Linked DNA regions of Sus scrofa: region 1 is linked to region 2. The links are chromatin contacts, called in public HiChIP or PLAC-seq maps. All regions are on one chromosome and are shown on one strand. Each heading gives the region's core, a stretch centred on a gene start, on an enhancer-like site or on the middle of the called end of the contact. The rest is flanking DNA. Distances are from core to core; before and after follow the strand shown.

The links. HiChIP or PLAC-seq counts read pairs in DNA pulled down with a chosen protein or histone mark.
Region 1: a contact with region 2 is called in an H3K27ac HiChIP or PLAC-seq map of alveolar macrophages. The contact joins the promoter of TATDN2 here to the promoter of TADA3 in region 2. A contact is called at or near these places in 1 of 47 Hi-C or Micro-C datasets (heart right ventricle) and 1 of 2 datasets of contacts at active chromatin or transcription factors (alveolar macrophages).

The regions. Positions count from the first base shown.
Region 1 is chr13:66,419,145-66,426,704 of Sscrofa11.1, forward strand. TATDN2 (putative deoxyribonuclease TATDN2) reads left to right here and starts at 2,328. Exons shown (of 9, transcript XM_003132363.6): 1 at 2,328-3,063; 2 at 3,195-3,435; 3 at 3,438-3,601. The coding sequence starts at 3,201.
Region 2 is chr13:66,076,524-66,083,678 of Sscrofa11.1, forward strand. It overlaps TADA3 (transcriptional adaptor 3), which reads right to left and starts at 3,449. Exons shown (of 10, transcript NM_001206536.1): 1 at 3,243-3,449; 2 at 3,063-3,120; 3 at 2,136-2,368. The coding sequence starts at 2,342. It overlaps ARPC4 (actin related protein 2/3 complex subunit 4), which reads left to right. Exons shown (of 7, transcript NM_001206535.1): 2 at 3,914-3,978. The coding sequence starts at 3,976.

The DNA.
Region 1 (7,560 bases), core at 1,078-3,577, 340 kb after region 2:
CTGTTGTGTAGGTTACAGACGTGGCTCAGATCTGTCGTTGCTGTGGCTCTGGCATAGGCAGGCGGCTACAGCTCTGATTCAACCCCTAGTCTGGGAACCACCGTATGCCACAGGTGCGGCCCTAAAAAGACAAAGGCCAAAAAAAAAAAAAAAAAGAAAAAAAAAGGTAGCTCTATTTCTAGCCTCTAGCTCCTGGTTGCCTAGTGGCTGGGATTCCTGGTTTTCACCCATGCCACCCAGGTTCAGTTCTTAAGCAGGAAATGAAAATCTCGCTTCGAGCCATTACTCACTGCTGACTATCTGAGTTCAATTAGGGAAATGAAAATCAAAACCACAATGAAATAAGCACTCACACTTGCTTGGATGGCTGGGTGAAAAAGGCAGACAAGTGTCAGGAAGATATGGAGAAATTAGGGCCCTCACACATTGCTGGTGGGATTGTAAAATGGCCAGCCACTCTGGAAAGCAGTTGGAAGTTCCTCAAAAGGTTAAACATAGTTTCCATATGACCTAGCAATTCCACTCAGATATCAATCTAAGAGAAATGAAAACATGTTCATATAAAAACGTGCACACCAGTGTTCATAGCAGCAATATTCCTAATAGCCATGGGTAGATAAAACCCAAATGTCCTTCAATAGATGAACAGAATGAGCTACATCCATACAATGGAATATTTTTCAGCCATAAAAAATGAAGTACTTGGAGTTCCCACTGTGGTTCAGCAGAAACAAATCTGACTAGCATTCATGAGGATGCAGGTTTGATCCCTGGCCTCTATCAGTGGGTTAAGGATCTGGCATTGCTGTTAATTGTGGTGTAGGTTGCAGACATGGCTCTCATCTGGTGAGGCTGTGGTGGCTGTGGTAGGCCAGTGGCTACGGCTCCAACTGGACCCCTAGCCTGGGAACCTCCATATGCCATGGGGGTGGCCCTAAAAAGACAAAAAAAAGGACTGATGCATACTACATGGGTGAATCTTGAAAAGATAATGCTAAGAAGCCAATTATATATAATTCCATTTTTATGAAATGTCTAGAACAGTCAAAGCCATGGAGATAAACCAAGTGTGTGTGTGTACTTGGGGGTGGGTGTGAGTTGCTTTCTGGAGGGGAGTGGTAATGAAAACAAGATTTTAGGGTAACGAAATGTTCTAAAATTAGATTACAGTACTGGTTGGACAACTCTGATTACATAAAATTACCCATAGAATTATATATCAGTGAACTTCATGCTATGTAAATTGCATCTCAGTAAAGCTGTTAGAAATACAAATACACAGTGGTTACTCTGACATATTTAATAATTTTTTTATCTTAAGGCTCCGCTTCTCTCTCATTTATTATATATATATTTTTTTTCTTTTTTTCTACAGATATTTTCACTCATGCTCTGGATCCTGTGTTTTTTCACATCTTCTTCAACAGTACTTTTGGATTACTTCATTCTTTTTGCCGGGTATTCTTTTGTATGGGTATTCTGTAATTTATGTGACTAGCCTCACTCACCGGATACTGTTTTCATTCTTGCTACTACAGGGCCGCCTTCCAAAATGTTACACCAATTTACCGTCAATTGGTGATATATGGGGGCACTTTGCCCCACATCCTTAGCTACAAATGATATTCTCATGCTTTTTGATCATTGCTAATCTAATGAGTGAAAACAATTTTATTTGCACTTTTTAAATGAGCCATTTTTTCATGTTAGCCTTGGTGATTTGTTTCTGTTCATCGGGTCATTTCCTTCGCCCACTAAATTATCTTCTTGCCAGAGTTTTAGCGTAGTTTAGGACATCAGTCCTTTGTCATGTGTTGCCAATATTTTTCCAAGTTTGTATGTTGTCTTTTAACTTTGTCTTTTTTTTTTTTTTTTTTGCGAGGGGTAGCTTTCTCCCTCTCTCTCGGCTTCTAATTTCTAATTCCAATTCTTTCATTTTCCGGGTTTGTCACTTGGTCTCTGAGCCAGTTTCCTCCTGTGTAAATGGGCTGATGAGGTTGGTGTCGGTTCACGAGCGCATCCAGATCAGAATGCGTCCGGCTAAGCGGAGGGAAAGCGTTGAGCAGCAGAGAGCCGCAATCTGAGAACCCGGGATCGCCAACGCCCCCTACCTCCATCGCTGGCAGACCTGAGACACTGCGGCCCAGCCTCAGCTTCGCGCTCTTACAGCACACGTGAGTGGCCCTGCCGGGTCTAGCGTCCAACCAATGAATGAGCTTCGTAAGGCGTAGGGCCCCGCCTCCCAGCCTCCTGACCAGCAGGCAAGCTCCGTCTTGCTTGGAGTCCCGCCTCTTTCCATTTGAGCAATGGGCGTTCTTCGTTCAGCGCAAGACCCGCCCCCGTCGCACGCCGGAGCTGCGAGCCGTAGGGCTCGTTCCGGGAGGCGGACGCAGCGAAGGCTAGTGTGGTCCGAGCTCCGGAGAAGCAAGGCCAGCCCCGCGGGGCTAAGGCTGTCAGCGAGCAGGCGGCCGGTGCGAAACCTCAGGGCCGTGGGGGGGGGGTGCGGGGTCGACGTCTGGGCCGCTGCAGCAGGGACCAAAGGCGGGGCGGGGCGGGCCCAGGGGCGCCCTAAGCAGGCGGACTGGTACGCCGCCGGCTTCTGAAGGGCGGCTCAACCCCTTGCGGCCCGGGGCTGGTCGGCGGGGCCGCGGGGGCAGGGCGGACTGCACGCCGGGTCCCGCCCTGCTCTGCGGCCCGTGCTCGGCGTTCCGGGCCTCCGGGCCGCGCGCCCGACTAGGGACTGCGGGTCTGGCCTCCAGGTGTGGATCTAACAGCTCCCTGTGGCCTTTCGGAGAGCTCTGACACCTTTGAAAGGCTTTGTATCGCCAGCTCCATCGTAGTCCCGGAAACGCTTTGACATCTGCAAAGTAGCTCTGTGCAAACTGAAGCGCTTGGTAATCGCGGAAGCACGTTGTGGGCTTGGAAACCGAATCGAACGAAGCCTTTGGTAAATCCTGGGATCATTTGGAATTCTCTGAAGCGCTTTGGAATCGCACACATTCGAAGCGCTTTGGCATCTCTGAAGCCTTGAACTGTGATGGGCAGTGGAAAGAAGGGGGAAAGGTCAGTGAGGCCAGACCCTGGCTCTGACAAATTGGCTTGCCCTACCCCAGGGGATCCTGGGATGGCGGGAGTCTGAGGAGCGGCTGCCAGCAGGCCTGGTGGTGGACTCCAGCCCCCTCTTTACCTTGCAGGTGCCCATGGCGTCGGAGCGGCGCAAGGTCAAGTACCACTGGAGCAGCACTTCGGAGCGGAGTTCCCGCAAGCGCAGCTGCCTCCGGGAGCCCAGTGATGTGGCCCCCTCCAGCCGGCCAACTCACAGCTCTGCAGCGCGTTCTGGAGGGGCCAGCAGCCCCAAGCGCCTGAAAGCCCAGAAGGAGGAAGATGTGGCCTGCTCGCCGAGGTTGTCCTGGGGCTCATCCCGCCGCAGAAGTTCCTCTCTTCTTCCTCCTCCCATTCCTCTGGCCCAGGTGTGGGTGGGGCCGCCTCCAAGGGAGGCCTGATTCGGAGCTCACAGGGGTTCCTTTCGTCAGGGGACTCCCCTGGCAAACCCTCTCTAGAAGAAATGGCTTCTCTAGAGGAGGAAACCTGCAGCCTTAAGGTAAGTGGCCTCAACGCCTAGCAAACGTTGAAGCTCTTTCCGCTTGGCTTGATATGTCGGGGGTGGGACTTTTTTTTGTTTGTTTGTTTTTGTTTTTGGTGAAAGGATACCAAAAAAAGATCTTGTCTCTTACGGTCTTGGGGTCTTCCCAGAGGTTGAAGCGCAGACTGCAAGACCAGGGGATGGCCTAAATACCGTGAAGAGATGGTTTGCAAACTTGGCAGCACTTTGGTACTATAAAATTCTTGTGCCTTTCTACCCTTGATCCAATTATGTTGATGTGGGCGGAGCTTCCAGGTATGTAACTATTCCTCAGGTGCCTGTAACCGTCAGTCAGCATGGAGACTCGCTGCGCTAGGAGGTGGATGGTGCGCTCCGGAGACACAGATGTATGTATTTTGGTTGTCAATTTAAGGAATTTTGCCCTTGTACTTTGAAACACAGAACCGAGAAAGAGTTTGGTTCTTCGTGTGGCTTTTAACTGATGTTATGGTTTTCAGAACCTTGGAATTTTGCATGGTGGGGCAGGGTTTGTTTTGGAGGCTAAACATTTGGTTCCCTAGCGGGAACACACAGGAGGATTTCAACATACTTGGGAGCAGAGTGAGGAGTGCCTCACGGAGGAGGTGCATTTCATTTACTCAATTTATGTTAACTTTTTTTTTTTAAGGATTAAATTTTCTCTGTGCATGTGTGTGTGTAAACTTTTTAAAAAGATTAATTTTCTTTGTGTTCGTGCATGTGCGTGTGTGTATGTGTATGCATACAGGTATGTATAACTGGACCGTAAGTTTGGAAAGGTTGTCTCCTGCAGTCTGCAGTTTCCTGGTTAGAGGAGAGGAGTCTTAGCTTATGTTGCGACCCAAGCTGTGTGAGCATCACCCGCCCCTTCAATCAGGTTTTGAATAAATGGTTATCGAGGGCCTGGTTTGTGCCAGGCAGTGTTTCTAGTTGCCTTCAAGGTTTTGGAGGTTGGGGCCTTGAGAGATGAGGGAGAAGTTCTGTACTTTGGGGAACAAAGGAAGGCTGGCTTGGGTGAAATGGGCTTCCCCTAGATAAAGTTGTTATAAAAAAAAAAAAAAATTGAGAGTTCCCATTGCAGTGCAGTGGGATCAGTGGCATCTTTGCAGCGCCCTGACATAGGTTCTTCAGAGGGCACAGTGGTTAAAGAATCCCGTGTTACTGCAGCTGTGTGTAGCTCCCAATGGTGGCTCGGATCTGATCCCATCCCTGGCCTAGGAACTCAATATGCTGTGGGGTGGCCAAAGAAAAAAACCAAAATTGGTCCTAAGGAAAGTGGTTTGTCCTTAACCCGTTGCTCAGTGGTTTCTTCTATGGAACTGAGAAGTGAGGCTGTATTTAGCCATGTATCCTCACTCAAGACTATCTTTGCTGAAGTGTTCTGGGTGTTTTCCACATGGACCTCATAGTCAGAACACTTGTATGGGCTCATGGATGATTTTTTTTAAATGGTGAGCTGAGAATCTTGGTCTCTGACTTAATACCAAATAAGACTAAAATGTGAGTCTGGTTACATGTGAGGCTAATTTTGTCATTAATCCTCCAAACAGTTTCAGTGGATTGGGTACAGCTGTACTATGATCAGGTGCTCAAACTGAACTTCAGTAACACGATCAGGGGGCCTGTGGACTAATCTTGATTTTCTTTCAGATGCTTCATCCCGCCCCTTGGAGTTCTGAGAGTTGAGGGTGTGACCAGTCCAATCCTATCACAGGGCCACCTTTTGCTCATTTTGGCCTGAAGGGCATTGTTTTGCCAAAATCAATTTAATGGTTAACCACGGAGGACAAGTCCATCCCAGAAGTCTTGGGGTTCTGTCCATGCCTCCCTCTTAGACATAAGCACTTGAGGGGTGTGTGCCAACCATTCTCTTGGGGTGGAGCCGAGAGATGGCTTCTAAGGAGCATCACATCTGGTGGGAGGGCTGGAGAAGTCACTTGAAAGCTGTCTCATGGGGTTGGTTCATTGGAGCAAAGAGCCCGGAATGGAGGCTGGGGAGCTAGACGGGGGACAGAACAGGAGAGTGTTAGGAGCCAAGGGAATTTGAATTTTATTTGGAGCCTTTAGGGAGCTGTCTACAGAGGGCAGGCAGATTTGCATTTGGGGAAGATCTCTCATGTTGAGAGAGGGTAGATATTCCCTAGGCTTAAGCCCAGCTGGCCTTCTCAGGCACTGTTAAGAGCTCTCCCTGGAGCGCCTGTGTTAGTTTGAAAACTGGGTACAGTACAATACTCCTCTTGGTGAATTTGCAAGTGCCTCTTAGCTTCTGCTGTTTGCTCCTCTTCCCCCTCTTTTCTGCAGTCATTTGAGAACTTGTTTAATAAGTGCAAAGTCCTGTCAGTGAGCATTGCTGAAGGGCAGGCGCAAAACAGCCTGTTTTCTCCCTAGGTCCTTCCAAGGTCCTGTCACCACTTACCTACCTTCCACCCACCCATCCACATGCTCTTCTGCATTTGTTCTGTAAACTCTGAGGGGTATGCTCTTAGCTTGGTGTGCCCACCCCTCCCTCAGCACAGAGGTGTCTGTGTCAAGTCATGGTTTGTTCACAGGGGAGTGTATTTGTCTTAGTCCATTGGTGCTGCTGTAACAAAATGCCCCAGACTGGGGTAGCTTATAAACACCAGATACTTATTTCTCACAGTTGTAGAGGCTGGAGTCTGAAAATCAGGGTGGCACCTTGCGTCCGGTGGGGGCCCTCTTCTGGGTTGCGGACTTCTTTGTGTCCTCACGTGGCAGAAGGAAGCAAAGAAGCACTCTTGTGGCCTCTTCACTAGGGCCCTAATCCAATCAATAACGGCTCCACTTTCATGACGTAATCAATTCCCAAAGGACCTCCTGATAGCATCACCTTGGGGTCAGCTTTCACCTTAGGAGGAATTTTGTGGAGAACACGTTCAGACTGTAGCTGGACTCAGACTGTAGCTGGACGTTGTAGCTGGACTGGAGTTTTGGAATCCATGGAAATTGTTGTGGTCAGCCTCGTTGTTTGTGCCCTGTACCTCCAGGATCCTTGTTTTCGAGGTTTTTTTCAAATTCTAATGGTAGCTAATGATCTTGATTTACTTCATAGTGAAGGTTAAATGCGTCTATTATGAGCACCTTCACTTACCATATATTTAGTTTTTTAGTGTGTATATCTAAATTTCTAATTAAGTTTAAGGAAGGAGTAGTGGAAGGGAAAATTTGAGGTCCCCTCCTTTTCTCTTTTTTCAGTCCCTCTCACTTTTTTTTTTTTTGTCTTTTCGAGGGCCGCTTCCCGCGGCATATGGAGATTCCCAGGTTAGGGGTCGAATCGGAGCTGTAGTCACTGGCCTACGCCAGAGCCACAGCAACTCGGGATCCGAGCCGCATCTGCAACCTGCACCACAGCTCACGGCAACGCTGGATCCTTAACCCACTGAGCAAGGCCAGGGATCGAACCCGCAACCTCATGGTTCCCAGTCAGATTCGTTAACCACTGAGCCACGGTGGGAACTCCCCTCTCACCTTTTCAACAGCAATGATTCTTGTGTGAGTTTTGGTATAGTTGATTTACAGTGTTGTGTTAATTTCTGTTGTAATTCAGTTATACATACACCCACATCTTTTTTTTTTTTTTTTGCCACACTCACAGCCTATGGCAGTTCCCAGGCCAGGGATGAAATCCAAGCTGCATCCATTCTTGTTCAGATTCTTTTCCCATGTAGGTTATCACAGACTATTGAGTAGAGTTCCCTGTGTTATATAGCAGGTCCCCGTTGGTCATCCATTTCATATACAGTAGTGTGCATATGCCAGTCCCAAATCCCCACTCCATCCCTCCCCTGCAAATTTCCCCTTTGGTAACCATAAGTTTGTTTTTGAAGGCTCTGAGTCTTTTTCTGGGAATCTGAGCTTTTATGATGTGACAGACCTTGTCAGCTATGAGTCTCAATATTTGATCTGTAGACTCACATAAT
Region 2 (7,155 bases), core at 2,199-4,698:
AATCGAAGCTGCAGCTGCTGCCCTATACCACAGCCATAGCAATGCAGGATCTGAGCTGCATCTGCAACCTACACCACAGCTCATGGCAAAACCAGATCCTTAACCCACTGAGCGAGGCCAGGGATCAAACCTGCACCTCATGGTTACCAGTCAGATTCGTTTCTGCTGCACCATGATGGGAACTCCCACGAGTTAATTTCATTCTTTTTTTTTTTTTTTTTTTGCTTTTTAGGGCTGCACCTGAGGCACATGGGGGTTCCCAGGCTAGGGCTCCAATCAGAGCTACAGCTGCCAGCCGACGCCACAGCCACAGCAACACAGGATTCAAGCCGTGTCTGTGACCTACACCACAGCTCACGGCAACACCAGATCCCCAACCCACTGATGGAGGCCAGGGATTGAACCTGAAACCTCATGGTTCCTAGTCAGATTCATTTCCACTGCGTCACAATGGGAACTCCAATTTTATTCATCTTTTGAGGTCCAGTTAAAATGGCATCGTCTTTGTCTATGAGTCTCTGATACTCTGTACCTCCACTGTAGGACTAATCGTGTTGTTTGATCATAACTAGAACAAACAGAATACTTTGTGGAGTTCCTGTTGTGGCTCCGTGGGTGACAAACACGACTAGTATCCATGAGGATGCTGTTCGATCCCTGGACTTGCTCAGTGGGTTAGGGATCTGGTATTGCCGTGACATGTGGTGTAGGTTGCAAGTGTGGCTTGGATCTCGCGTTGCTGTAGTGTAGGCTGGTAGCTGCAGCTCTGATTCAACCCCTGGCCTGGGAACTTCCATATGCCATAGGCGTAGTCCTAACAAAACAAAACCCAACCAACCAACCAAACAACAACAAAAAAAACCCAAAACAAAAAACAAAAACAGAGTACTCTGTCTCTTCAACAAGATTATAAGCTGTTAGAGACACAGAGGTTCATTTTAAACATCTCTGTTCCCCCGCATCTGGCATAGCACCTGGCATACAGGGCTCAGAGAATGCTTATGCCATAAATAGAAATCATCAGAAGTATACCAATAAATAACATTTGACATGCTTACTTAGTATCAGGTGTTGTGCTGAGCCTTTGTGAAAAGTCTTCAAATCCTCACAAAAGCTCTGAGGGAGGTCCTATTATCCAGCCCACTTTGCAGATGGAGAACTGATCCTCAGAACTAGGAGGTAACTTGTGCAAAGTCACATAGCTGGCAAACAGCAACGCTGGCAAGTGCTTGGGCCAGGATGCAAATCCAGGCCTCCTCATTCCAGTTACCTCAGTACTCCTAACCACAACAGCACATCAGTTGGTACTTGTGTGCCCTCCTCCTCCCTTCATTCATTCTTTTTAGGGCCACACCTGTGGCATATAGAGGTTCCCAGGCTAGAGGTTGAATCAGAGCTGCAGCTGCTGGCTTATGACACAACTACGGCAATGCCAGAACCAGACTACGTTTGTGACCTACATTACAGCCCATGGCAATGTCAGATCCTTCACCCACTGAGCGAGGCCAGGGATTGAACCCAAATCTTCATGGATACTACATGGGTTCATTACCACTGAGCCTCAATGGTAACTCCCTCCTCCTCTCTTTAGTTGGCAAGCTCCCTCAAGGCCCAAATTGTCCTCACTACCTCTCTAATGATGAGCACAGGATCCAGAACATTGTGGGGAGTGGGGGTCAATAGATGCTTAGTGGATTAGAAATCCTGAAATTTATGAGGATCATGCACATTCCTACTTTGATTTTTTTTTTTTAGGGCCACACCTGTAGCATATGGAGGTTCCCATGCTAGGGGTCAAATCGGAGCTGTAGCCTCTGGCCTATGCCACAGCCATGCCAGATCTGAGCCTCGTCTGCAACCTACACCATAGCTCATGGCAACACCGGATCTTTAACCCACTGAGCGAGGTCAGGGATTGAACCTGCGTCCTCACAGATGCTAGTCAGCTTCGTTTCCACTTAGCCACGACAGAACTCCTCCTGCATACTTTACACGTCACATAAGCCCAGTTTGGGTTTCTCTTCCCCCCACTATGCTCCCATACCTCAGGCCTCAGCAGAGAGGGCTAGCTACCTCAGTGACCCATGCCACAACCTGTCACAGTCCATCCCTGGTGTCCCTCTGTGGGGTATCACCTGGGTTTCAGCCTCGAGCACCCGCAGGCGTCGGCTGGCAGAGGAAAGCAAGGTCTCAAGCTCCAGCTGCAGAGTGTCCAGCTCCTCAATACCGATGCCATCATCCTCAGAGCGGGCCAACACTGCTGTGTAGCGGGGACAGACTTTCAGGTGGTCCACAGACTTGAAGTCATGGAACTGCAAGGGGCAGTCCTTCAGCTCACTCATGGCCCAGGATAGGGGACCCTGTGGAGCTGGAGAGAACGGACCACTGATGGGGGGACAAGTGGCACAAGAAAAGACCAAGAGCTCCTTCTATTCAGACAGCCTCAAGAAGAAAGCCAGGCTTCAGTATCCTACTAAGGCTGAAGTCACAGTTCCTATTTGTAAAGCACCTACTGTGCACCAAGCTAGATGCAGACATTTTACTGGCTTCTCATTAAATTCCTCACATAACCCCGTGACTCATGGTGATCTCCATTTTACGGATGAGAAAACTGAGACTGTTAGAGTGGGTACATGTTCATGCTTATCAACACGCAATCTGAATTCAGGTAGTTTTAAGTCTGTGCCTCTAACCACAGTTATACTGTGCCTGTCCTTCTGATGCTCTTCCCTTCAGCTCCACTCTTCCAGAGTTCTGCTAAACTCCAGAATTCCAAGTATTCCATACTTACGTTAACGTTCTTTGTGCCTCCCAGCCTCTCCTAGTTTCACCCTCCCCACCTTTTCCCTATTTGCCCCAGATAGTAAGGAATGTGAACTGCTAAACTAGATACATCAGGATTCAAGCTCTGGCTTGACCAGCCTCTATTTATATAGCCCTGAACATGTTAATTATCTCTCGAGTCTCAGTTTTTCTATCCGTAAAATGGGACAAAAGACACCTGAGCTTGTTTCCCCATAAGAAGTTTGAATCTATAAAACGGGGATAGTAATAGTACCTACCTCCCTGGGATGATCTGAGGATTAAAAGATGATGCCCGTCAAGAGCCCAGTTCAGTGCCTGGCACAGAAAAAGTGGGACTGGTTAATGACTGGCCCCACCCATGGATAGCCCCAGTGTCCCGCCTTCTGGGTCCCAGACCTTTACCGCGGACACCCTACCGCGGCCCCCGCCCCCTCTACCTCCTCCTAGCCGCCTCCTACTGCCCCCGGGCCGCGGGTGGGGGCGGGGAGTTCCGGTCGGTGAGAGCTACCGCCCCGGAACTGACTAGGGGCTGGCCCCCAGCAGTGCACGCGGGGGCGGAAAGACGCGAGGACCAGCCCCTGGGTCTTTCGAGGGTGGGAGTTTGCCGGCAGCGAGTGAGCCCGCTGCTAGTGGGGTGGAGAGAATAAGCCTCGGGCGTACCCTCGGGAACAGCCCGGCGCCTGGGGGCGGGGCTCGGCGGCCGGGTTCTCCGCTTGGCAGTTAGTCCCGCTGAGCCCCGAGGGCTGCAGGTAGGAGGGGCCCGGAGAAAGGATGGGGGCACAGAACCGGAAGGATCGAAGAGCTCCCCCGGCTCGCCTTGTCCTAATATGGTGCCCAACCTGAGGCTGGGCTGCACCACTGCATGGCTGTGAGGGAAGATGGCAGCAAAGACGACAAGAAGGCCAAAGTCACAAGCGAGAGCCTCACCGATGACGGGAGAAGCTTGAGTAGTGATTTCAAACTTCAGGAATCTAAAACTACCACGGCAGTCCTAGCGGGAAAACTTCCGAAGTGCCAAGTGTTTTTAGCTTCTCCCTCCCCCGCTCGGGACATAGATGGTACAGTCCGGACGTCCGGGCGGAGACTGCGGCTGCGCTTCTCGCGAAAGGGCAGGCGTCGCGGGGCTGGCCACTTCCGTACTTCCGCTTTCCGGCCCAGCCAGCGCCCGCGATGGTGAGAGAGAGCCGGGACCCGGGCCAGGGACCCCCACTGTTCTGTCCTCAGGCTCTGGGTTTGGGGGAGATGCGGCTTTGCAGCGGAGAGGCGCTGAGCCGTGGGGTGCTGGGGGTGCGGGGGCACCATGAGGTTGGGAGGAGGGAGGGGCGGGGGCCGAAGTGAGAAAGGAGCGAGCGGGGGACGCCCTCCTAAGAAGCAGGCCTTTCGGCTTCATAGTCTGGGTTTTGAAGCAGGTGGGAGATACTGAATCAGAGAGGAAGCTGGGAGTGGGTGCTCCTAGGTATGGTAGCACGTCGGAGGCACGTAGTAGGCCCCGTAGCCCTTAGTAGGGCCGCTGAGGCTTGTAATAGGGCCACCTCCCCAACCAGTGCAGACCTTCACTAAATATGCACCCCCCTCTTGCCCTCTTGACCCCATGGTTCTCTGAGGGAGAGCGTTCTCTGTGGAACTTCCTTATCCCAGTCTTCATGTTGCCCCAGCTGTGCTTCTACCTCCCAGACCGCTTCCTGGTCGGAACTCAACCGTATCAGTCTTACTATAGAATGTAAGCTCTGATACTGCTGATTCCTTCCTCCTTGGAAATCCTCTCATTTGATAACTGGCTGTTCATAGCAATTTAGACTCACTAGCTTCCTCTTTACACTCTCCCTGGTGGTGCTACCTATTTAACATACAGGTCTTCATGACCGTCTGCATTCTGGTAACTCCTAAATCTGCTGGTCTAGCCCTCTTTCATGGTTCACCTGGAAGTGTTGAAGACACCTTGAAATTAGACTTCCAGGCCGTAACTCCTCTTTCCCTAAACTTGCTTGTCCTCTTGTGTTTGTCTTCTGGCTTTGTGTTTTCATAACCTCAGTTAGAAACCTGGGATATTCTAATTGAAGCCATGCCTTTTGCTTTTCTTAAACATCAGATTTGTTGAGGTATTACACCAGAATGCGTCATCGTGAAAGGGCAGGTGTCATAGGGCTGGCTACATAAAATTTATCCTTTTTAGGTTTGCCTTCTATGAATTTTTTTTTTTTTTTTTTCTTTTTAGGGCCACATCCACTGCATATGGAGGTTCCCAGGCTAGGGGTTGACTTGGAGCTGTAGCTGCCAGCCTGTGCCACAGCCACAGCCATGCTTGATCCAAGCCACATCTGTAACCTACACCACAGCTTATGGCACTGCCGGATCCTTAACCCACTGATTGAGGCCAAGGGTTGAACCTGTGTCCTCGTGGATGCTAGTCAGGTTAGTTAACCTTGGAGCCACGACCCAGAACTCCTGCCCTCAATGAATTTTGACAGATAAAGTCTTGCTTGTCCTCCATTGCCCCAGGCCAAGCTGTCATCAGCCTCCTCGAATAACCCTCTCTGCATTCTTTCTCACTTCCCTCTCCAATCCATTCTCCACAAAGTCACTGTAGGATATATAGCAGTAGTTGTAGTTGTGTAACTTCCTTTTCAGAAAGCCCCTAGCAGTTCCTTACCACCTTAAGAGAAGAGCTAAACTCAGAAGCCTGGCATTTGAGATTGCCCATGAATCTCTAGGCTACCATTGCAGCCCTATCCATTGAATCTAAAATGCATCCAGGAGTTCCCGTCGTGGCACAGTGGTTAAGGAGTCCGACTAGGAACCATGAGGTTGCAGGTTCAGTCCCTGCCCTTGCTCAGTGGGTTAACGATCCAGCGTTGCCTTGAGCTGTGGTGTGGTGCAGACGCGGCTCGGACCCCACGTAGCTGTGGCTCTGGTGTAGGCTGGTGGCTACGGCTCCAATTCAACCCCTAGCCTGGGAACCTCCATATGCCTCGGGAGTGGCCCAAGAAATAGCAGAAAGACAAATAAAATAAAATAAAATAAAATGCATCCAGGAGAGTTCCTGTCGTGGCGCAGTGGTTAACGAATCCAACTAGGAACCATGAGCTTACGGGTTCGATCCTTGGCCTTGCTCAGTGGGTTAAGGATCCAGCGTTGCCATGAGCTGTGGTGTAGGTTGCAGATGCAGCTCGGGCGTAGGCCAATGGCTACAGCTCCGATTCGACCCCAGCCTGGAAACCTCCATATGCTGCAGGAAGTGGCCCAAAGAAATAGCAAAAAAGGCAAAAAAATTAAAAAATTAAAAAAATAAAATGCATCCAGGAAATTCCCATTGTGGCCTGGTGGTAATGAACCTGACTAGTATCCATGAGGACGTGGGATTGATCCCTGGCCTTGCTCAGTGGTTTAAGGATCCAGCATTGCCATGAGCCATGGTGTAGGTTACAGAATGAGCTCGGATCCCATGTTGCTGTGGCTGTGGTGTAGGCCAGAGACTGTAGCTCCAACTTGACCCCTAGCCTGGGAACTTCTATATGCTGTGGGTATGACCATAAAAAACAAAATTAGATAAATAAAAAGTGCTTCCCGTACACAGCAATGTTACTCATTACTACTTCTAGAACTCTTAATGCCCTTTTTTGGTAATTCTAATCTTGCTTAATTTATTTCTCTCATTCATCCTTCGTTGCACAAAAACTAAGTAAAACACTGTGTATGTTAGTTACTAACTGAGCTAAGTGCAGGGTATGTAGATTTGAATAACCATGGTCTGTTTATTGTTAAGTTTACAGTCTAGTGAAGGAGCAATTACTGTAATAAAGAAAGAGGAATGGTGTATTATTCTAAGTTATAATAAATGCTGTTAAGAGGGAAGTCAAGTAGTTCCCGTCGTGGCTCAGTGGAAATGAATCTGACTAGTATCTATGAAGATGCAGGCCTTGCTCAGTGGGTTAAGGATCTGGCATTGACATCAGCTGTGGTGTAGGTCGCAGACATGGCTCAGATGCAGCACTGCTGTGGCTGTGGTGTAGGCCAGTGACTATAGCCTGGGAATCTCCATATACTGTGGCTGTGGCCCCAAAAAGACCAAAAAAAAAAAGAGGGAAGTCAAGAAAGTCTTGGAGGAAGCAAGAAGCCTTCTCTGAATAAGCCAAGATCTAAAGATGATTTAGGAAAGAAGGGGGAGAAAAACCTGCAAATATATAGTTTAGCATGTTCGAAGGGCTAGGGTGAGAAAGAAGTTGGCTAATACAAAGAACTGAAGATAGGCCCGTGAAGCTAGACACTCTATCCTCTACTGGAAATGTCCTTTTTCTCAATGTAAAATCCTCTTAATCTGTTTCTCTCTCTCTCTCTCTCTCTCTCTCTCTG